Regions from separate parts of the Mus musculus genome. Here region 2 is linked to region 1. A link is a contact called in public Hi-C data. All regions are on one chromosome and are shown on one strand. Each heading gives the region's core, a stretch centred on a gene start, on an enhancer-like site or on the middle of the called end of the contact. The rest is flanking DNA. Distances are from core to core; before and after follow the strand shown.

What was found. Hi-C and Micro-C count contacts between places; a contact is called where the count stands out from the background.
Region 2: a Hi-C map of pro-B cells shows a contact between it and region 1, with 2.1 times the contacts expected there. The contact joins two enhancer-like sites. A contact is called at or near these places in 1 of 15 datasets of contacts at CTCF or cohesin (large pre-B cells), 2 of 484 Hi-C or Micro-C datasets (nephron progenitors and pro-B cells) and 5 of 115 datasets of contacts at active chromatin or transcription factors (the 230-238 cell line, Th17 cells, large pre-B cells and 1 more).

The regions. Positions count from the first base shown.
Region 1 is chr1:164,570,496-164,573,591 of GRCm38.p6, reverse strand. No RefSeq gene overlaps it. Among named protein-coding and RNA genes, the nearest start is that of Gm26685, 69 kb to the right of the region's middle. Within about 2 kb of position 1,646, at least 48 of the 459 cell types and tissues checked have an H3K27ac peak or open chromatin away from gene starts, as enhancers often do. A contact at or near this core is called in the 230-238 cell line and pro-B cells, where this site is marked.
Region 2 is chr1:164,869,575-164,872,398 of GRCm38.p6, reverse strand. It overlaps Gm32652 (a long non-coding RNA gene), which reads left to right. Exons shown (of 5, transcript XR_865700.2): 3 at 248-364. It overlaps Gm20743 (predicted gene, 20743), which reads right to left. Exons shown (of 5, transcript NR_040303.1): 4 at 2,133-2,261; 5 at 961-1,845. Among named protein-coding and RNA genes, the nearest start is that of Gm20743, 7.9 kb to the right of the region's middle. Within about 2 kb of position 1,463, at least 33 of the 459 cell types and tissues checked have an H3K27ac peak or open chromatin away from gene starts, as enhancers often do. A contact at or near this core is called in the 230-238 cell line and pro-B cells, where this site is marked.

The DNA.
Region 1 (3,096 bases), core at 397-2,896:
TCATGGAGAAGCCCTACAGGGGTGAATACTTAGTCAGCTTTATATCAATCTCTGAATTACCTATCCCATAGGATTGTGTTACTTACATAATCCAGGAAATCCAGGTAAGATAGACCTAGGAAATTCGAGTGTGTAGAGTCTTTAGGTGAGATTTCCTAAGTTCCTGTCTGTCATAGCAACAACAAAATTGGCTGTTGAAAATGTTTAAAAGATCTCAGTCAATATAGCTGGGGACTTCATGCTTCATAACACCTTTTGGAATAATAGCTCTCTTATATCAGTTGGTGGATAAAACACTTGCCACGTGAGCCTTCTGACTGGAATTCCGACCTTTGGAGCCCATGAATGTTTTCTGAGGCATCTCATGTCTGTAATCCAAGTGTGCCTTTGAGGAGAGAGAGGGCAGAAGCTTACAGGTCAGTTATCAGTAGTGAATGATAAGGGGTCCCACCTCAAACAAGGTGGGAAGAGTACCAGCACCCCAGGTTGTCTTCTGGCCTTCATGTGTGCATTAGTCACGTGTCCACACACACACACACACACACACACACCACACCTCGCACACACCACACACAGACAACACACACATACCATGTACACCCCACACACACACTACACATACCTCATACCTCACATACAGCACAGGTATACACCACACACAAACACCACATACAGCACACACACACTACACATACCTCACACACCACACACACACACCACATACACACATACACACACACACACACACACACACACCACAGAGCTATGAAACAGTAGATTTCCATTGTTTCAAAGTAAGTCATTAAGTTTGGGGTAATTTTTAAATCAGTTCTAGGAAACCTTATCATCAGTTCTTTCCCCTGGTCTCCTGACAACCTTATCTTAAAATGATGGAAAGGTTGCTGGCTCCTGCACTGACTTTAAACTAAAATGTTGCCTCTTCCATGGTTTCTTGTTCTCCCTTGCTATACTTTTCATTTTTACCTCAAATTATATTCACCTGTTTGCTTATACATGAATGAAATGTTAGGCAACAACAATCAGGAGAGAGGGGACACTTTGAAGAGAGGGTTTTCTTCTTGGAATTCCTGCCGTTGTGATAGAAACTGCAGGCCCAGCTGGCCTTTCACATGACTGAGCATGTGGTCAGGACCTGTCGGGACAGCTTCCTCGGGCTCTGCCCCCTCCCTTGTTTATCAGAATGGCAGGTGTCTTTCGTGGATTTCTCACTCTCATTTGATGATTTTCAACAGCTGTAGGTTGTTGTCCAAACCTGTGCTGGGTAGGTCTCTCCTAGAATGTGGTTTCCACACACACACACACACACATGATGACTGTGATAAACTTTGAAAACAGCTAAGGCTTAAGGCCCAGCAGAGCCTCTGGTTTATAATCTACCTAGATCCCTGGAGCTACCCTGCTGTTCCTTAGAGCTTGCTCATTGATGAGAGCTGACGGTAGAAGAGTGAACCAAGCTTGAAGACAGAGAGCACCAAGCTTCTACACACCTAACCAACCCGTGTGGATCAGGTTGTACTGTCCTTTCATTTCTATATGAAGGCTCTCCTTGGACCTATGTGGGGATCAGATACCTGGAGCACACACACAGCATCAATACATGAGTGAGTGGGTGTCAAATTCAACCAAAAGTAGAATGTACGCTCCATAGCTCAACTAAAAATAGTCATATCTGAGGGCAGGATGTGGCCTGCCAAGCCCCCGTTACCAGAATTTTGAAGCAATGTAGAAAAGACAGGTTGACTCCTCCTGATTTGTATAGCCATGCTTGAAGGACCTTGAGCCAAAGCACAGACAGTTCACGGTAAGCACTGTAGATGACTGTCCGGACAGAAAGTTTAGACCAGCTCTGTCTTATCCTAGGCCAGTGACCTAGCAGTTGCTTTGGCTTCATTTCCACTGGCCTCTTGGGGCTCTGGTTGTTTAACAAGACCTTGTGCTCAAACTTTCCAGGACTTGCCACAGATTTCCTTTCATCTTGTCACAGCTAAATCATTTGGCTCTCTAGATCTTAAATTCCAATTAAACAGATGCAGTATCTTATAATCTAATTTGCTTCTCACACCACTGCCCTGTGACTTTTTATTGTCAACTCTTTATAAATGTGTTTCAAGCTATATGGTTGCTAGGGACAAGCTTATTGAAAGCATCGAGTCAGGACGATAAGAGAAAGATCCTCAGGACAGAGGTGAAAGAGAACGGGAAGCACACCAGATTCTGGAATTTTAGATTTAAATCCCTGGATACCTTGTGGTACCTTTGGGTGGCTGTGAAATGTCTCCATACACATTTCTTCATCTGTAAAACAGGAGCCATTCGATCTATTCATTGTGAAGGATCCTTTGAAACGTGCCTCCTCACCAGGGTCTCCAAGGCCCATGCTTTCTCACCCACCCAGTTTCTGTCTTCTTCTCTTCCTCTTGCCAGCTGTTCCTCTTGCTCTGGCCAGCTGCTCTGTTTGATGGCATTCCTCAATCACACCCAGCAGTCTCTGACAAGGGCATTCTTATCTTATTTCTCTTTGGAATGTCCTCTCTTATAAGTTGCTCCCCCATGCCCTCAGGTCCTTCGGAACCATCTACAGTTTGTGGGACATAGCATCGCCACCCCTGTAGAACATTCCCTAAAGCCTTCCATCCTGAGTGCTTCCGAGTCAGCCTTCACTCTTACTACTTTATTTTACAGACTACCCTCCCCCTGCTGATTGCATGGAGAGTTGGGGCTGCCTCTACCGCTCACTACTATATCCATGGCAACTAGAAAAAAAAATAATGGTAAAGGAAAAAAGAGGGTAGTAGGGAGTGGGTGTGATCAAAATACATTGTCATCCATGAAAACGTCATAACAAAATCCACTGCAATTAGTGTATATGCTAATTATTTTTTAAAGAAAAAAGTGCTGAGGGAATGGCCTAGGAAATGTATGTAAAGTGTTGATGTCCTGCACGGGTATTAGCGTATTTCTGCTTAATGCAGAAGACTTCAGGGGCAATCATGTGAAAGAAATGTTATAGAACTTTTCTTGGTGATCCAAAATTTAAACTCATTTTGTGACTTGGCATTTCAGCTCTCACACTGA
Region 2 (2,824 bases), core at 214-2,713, 300 kb before region 1:
AAATGAAACTATACTCTGTTTCTGAATTTGTGATAACAAATTAGTATAAGATGTTAATATAAGCTTGGTACATGGGAAGGAGAAAAATATTAGAAATGCATACAGAGAAGTCATGTGAACATAGGAAAAATGCCAGACAAAGGGAAGAAATAATGGATTGTTTTGTAGCCTTTTGTGAATGAATTTGTAAAGGAATCTTTGAAGAATCTAGAGATACTTCACACTTTGTTTCCTCTCTTGGTTATAGATGCTGCTATAATGTCCTGGCTGCTCTATTTTGAAAATATCTTCTTCTATGCCTGGAGCCGTTTCCAGCACAGTGTGACTCGGTGAACACTGGAGTACCTCTGACTTGATGGTACCTGTGAGTCACTCATCTAAACTCGACAATCTTTAATGATTAGATTTTAGAGATCATAGACGGTGAGAAAATAGTCTAAGTTAGATGATAGACACTTAATACTTGATCAGTGTTTAGTCATCACCAGCAACTGGACTCTGGAACAATCCTCTTTATTAGTTGTTGTTTCTTTATTTTAAGAGACAGTTTGCTCTTATGAATGAGGGGGAGTTAGTTTCTGACACTGAGGTCCTCTAGAGTTACTGTGTATGCTGTTCACCATTACCTTTACTACTGTTTTCATTTGGTTGTGTACATGTAGAATTAAGGTATTATTGTCACACTGTAGGCCCTCAACACCTTATGCTAACAGTATTTCCTCCTCCTCGTCCTCCTCCTCCTCCTCCTCCTTCTTCTCCTTTTTCTCCTCCTCCTCCTCCTTTTTATTTTTTATTTTTTGGTTTTTCAAGACAGGGTTTCTCTGTATAGCTATGGCTGCCCTGGAACTCACTCTGTAGACCAGGCTGGCCTCAAACTCAGAAATCTGCCTGCCTCTGCCTCCCAAGTGTTATGTGGGATTAAAGGCACACGCCACCACTACCTGGCTCAGTATTTTTTATGCATTAGGTTTTATTTTCATATTCTTTCATTGGTTCCTTTAAAATTGGTAACTTGTGACCATCTTAAAAATGAAGAAAATGAAATAAATCTCAGCTCTATGAAGAAACTCCCACAGTTTTACATCTCTGAAATTTGACAGCAAAGATGTAAAAGAGATTGATGCAGCCTGGGATCAAGGAATGGCAGCTTGTTGACGGTCTGGATGTTCCTGTGCTTTCCTGTTGTCAACTAACACAACATATAGGCCTCTGACAGAGAGACAGAGCTTGGCTAATTTCCTGTAATTGACAGCAATGTAGCCATACCTAGATACGTTAGTGTTCGATGACCACCATGCCGGACAGAAACAGTCCACAGTATTAAAGATGTGTATCAGTTTGTACTTTTAGAGTTCACTCCAACCTGAAGAATTCATGACTACCCAGTTCAGGGCAGCTGGAGTGTGTGGTGGAGGCTGTTTACATCTTGGCTGACCAAGAAGCCAGGTGTGAAAGAGGAAGTAGGTCTAGGAACAACCCTTTCCAAGTCCCAGTTCTGCTTTCCTACTTCCGCCAGCCTGGACCCCCACCTGCTAAAGCGACACAGCGTCTCAGAACAGCGCCACCTGCTGGGAAACATGATCTGATAGTCCAACGGTCCTCCAAGAATTTTCTTAATTTAACTGGAGCCTGCTGCTCAGTGGTACAATTAACTTCCAAACGTGAACCTATGAGGATATCTTTGGATTTGAACACAGACGTAGAAAAGCTAAAGTGCAACTGCTTTTCGTTTGTAAGATGCCTCCAATGTGGCATCTCTGGCAATGAATCCGTCATCTAGGACTCTTGGTGTCCACGGTGAGGGAGAGATGAAGATACTTTTGTAAGAAACAGCCTGAGTAGTTCCTGTGGGAGAGAATATGGAAGGTAAAGATGCTGAAGTGCTTCATCCCAGTGAGCACACATTCCCCCTTTCTTTCCTCACTAGCATCTAGAGATGCATAGAATCCACCTTTCTCAGCGGAGTCTGCCTCTAGGATTTGTCTTCTACCTTGCCCATTGACTAATTGTTTTCAGGTAGTGGCCAGTACATGCGGGAGAAGAAAGGTTTCCATCCAGCCCCACACTGGAACAACTCTGAAGGACTATGTAGCTTTAGAGCTCCTCTAGGTAAAACTAAGTAAATATTCTACCTGGATTCAGGACACTAGCCATCAGTAGTGGCAATGTTCTACGCATGGCCTTTGAGGACAGTTCCGTGTTTGTTCACTTCTTCCTTCCTATTTTGCACTCAGATAAGGTTGGTTTAGGTAGACCAAATCCTGTCTTAGAAAAAGAATGTTATTTTAATAGCTCATCTGATGTCTCCTTATATGGCGACCTGCTGGTTTTCAATTCTATTAAGTATATATACAGTGAGAAATTCATCAGGAGAAGCAATTGAGTTGCTTTTGGAAGAATGAACACAGGAGATCAAAGAAAAAGAGCTCTGTCAACGAGAAGCTAATTGTATTACTCGGCGGCAGCCTCCAGTTGAATTAAAAGAATCCTCGGAGAACATTGGGGACATCAGATCTGGTTCCAAAAAAAGTGTTAACTTTCCAAGTAATGTGAATGCTTGGGTGAGCCTTTTCCTGCTTCTCAAATTTAGGCAGAGTTTGTGCTTGAATAGGGTCTGGGTTTGAAAGTATATCTCTGGTGTATTTCCATAGGTACCTAAGTATAAGTCTGTAAATGTTAAATTTAAAGGTTAGAAGTCAGATCGTCCTGGGTAAAGTGGGAAAAAAATCACTTGCAAAATCTATATCTTTAGAGATGAATCTTTTGCACATAGAAAACTATTAATTTTTTATTCAAACTGTACAGTCATGTTCTCTTTACCAGA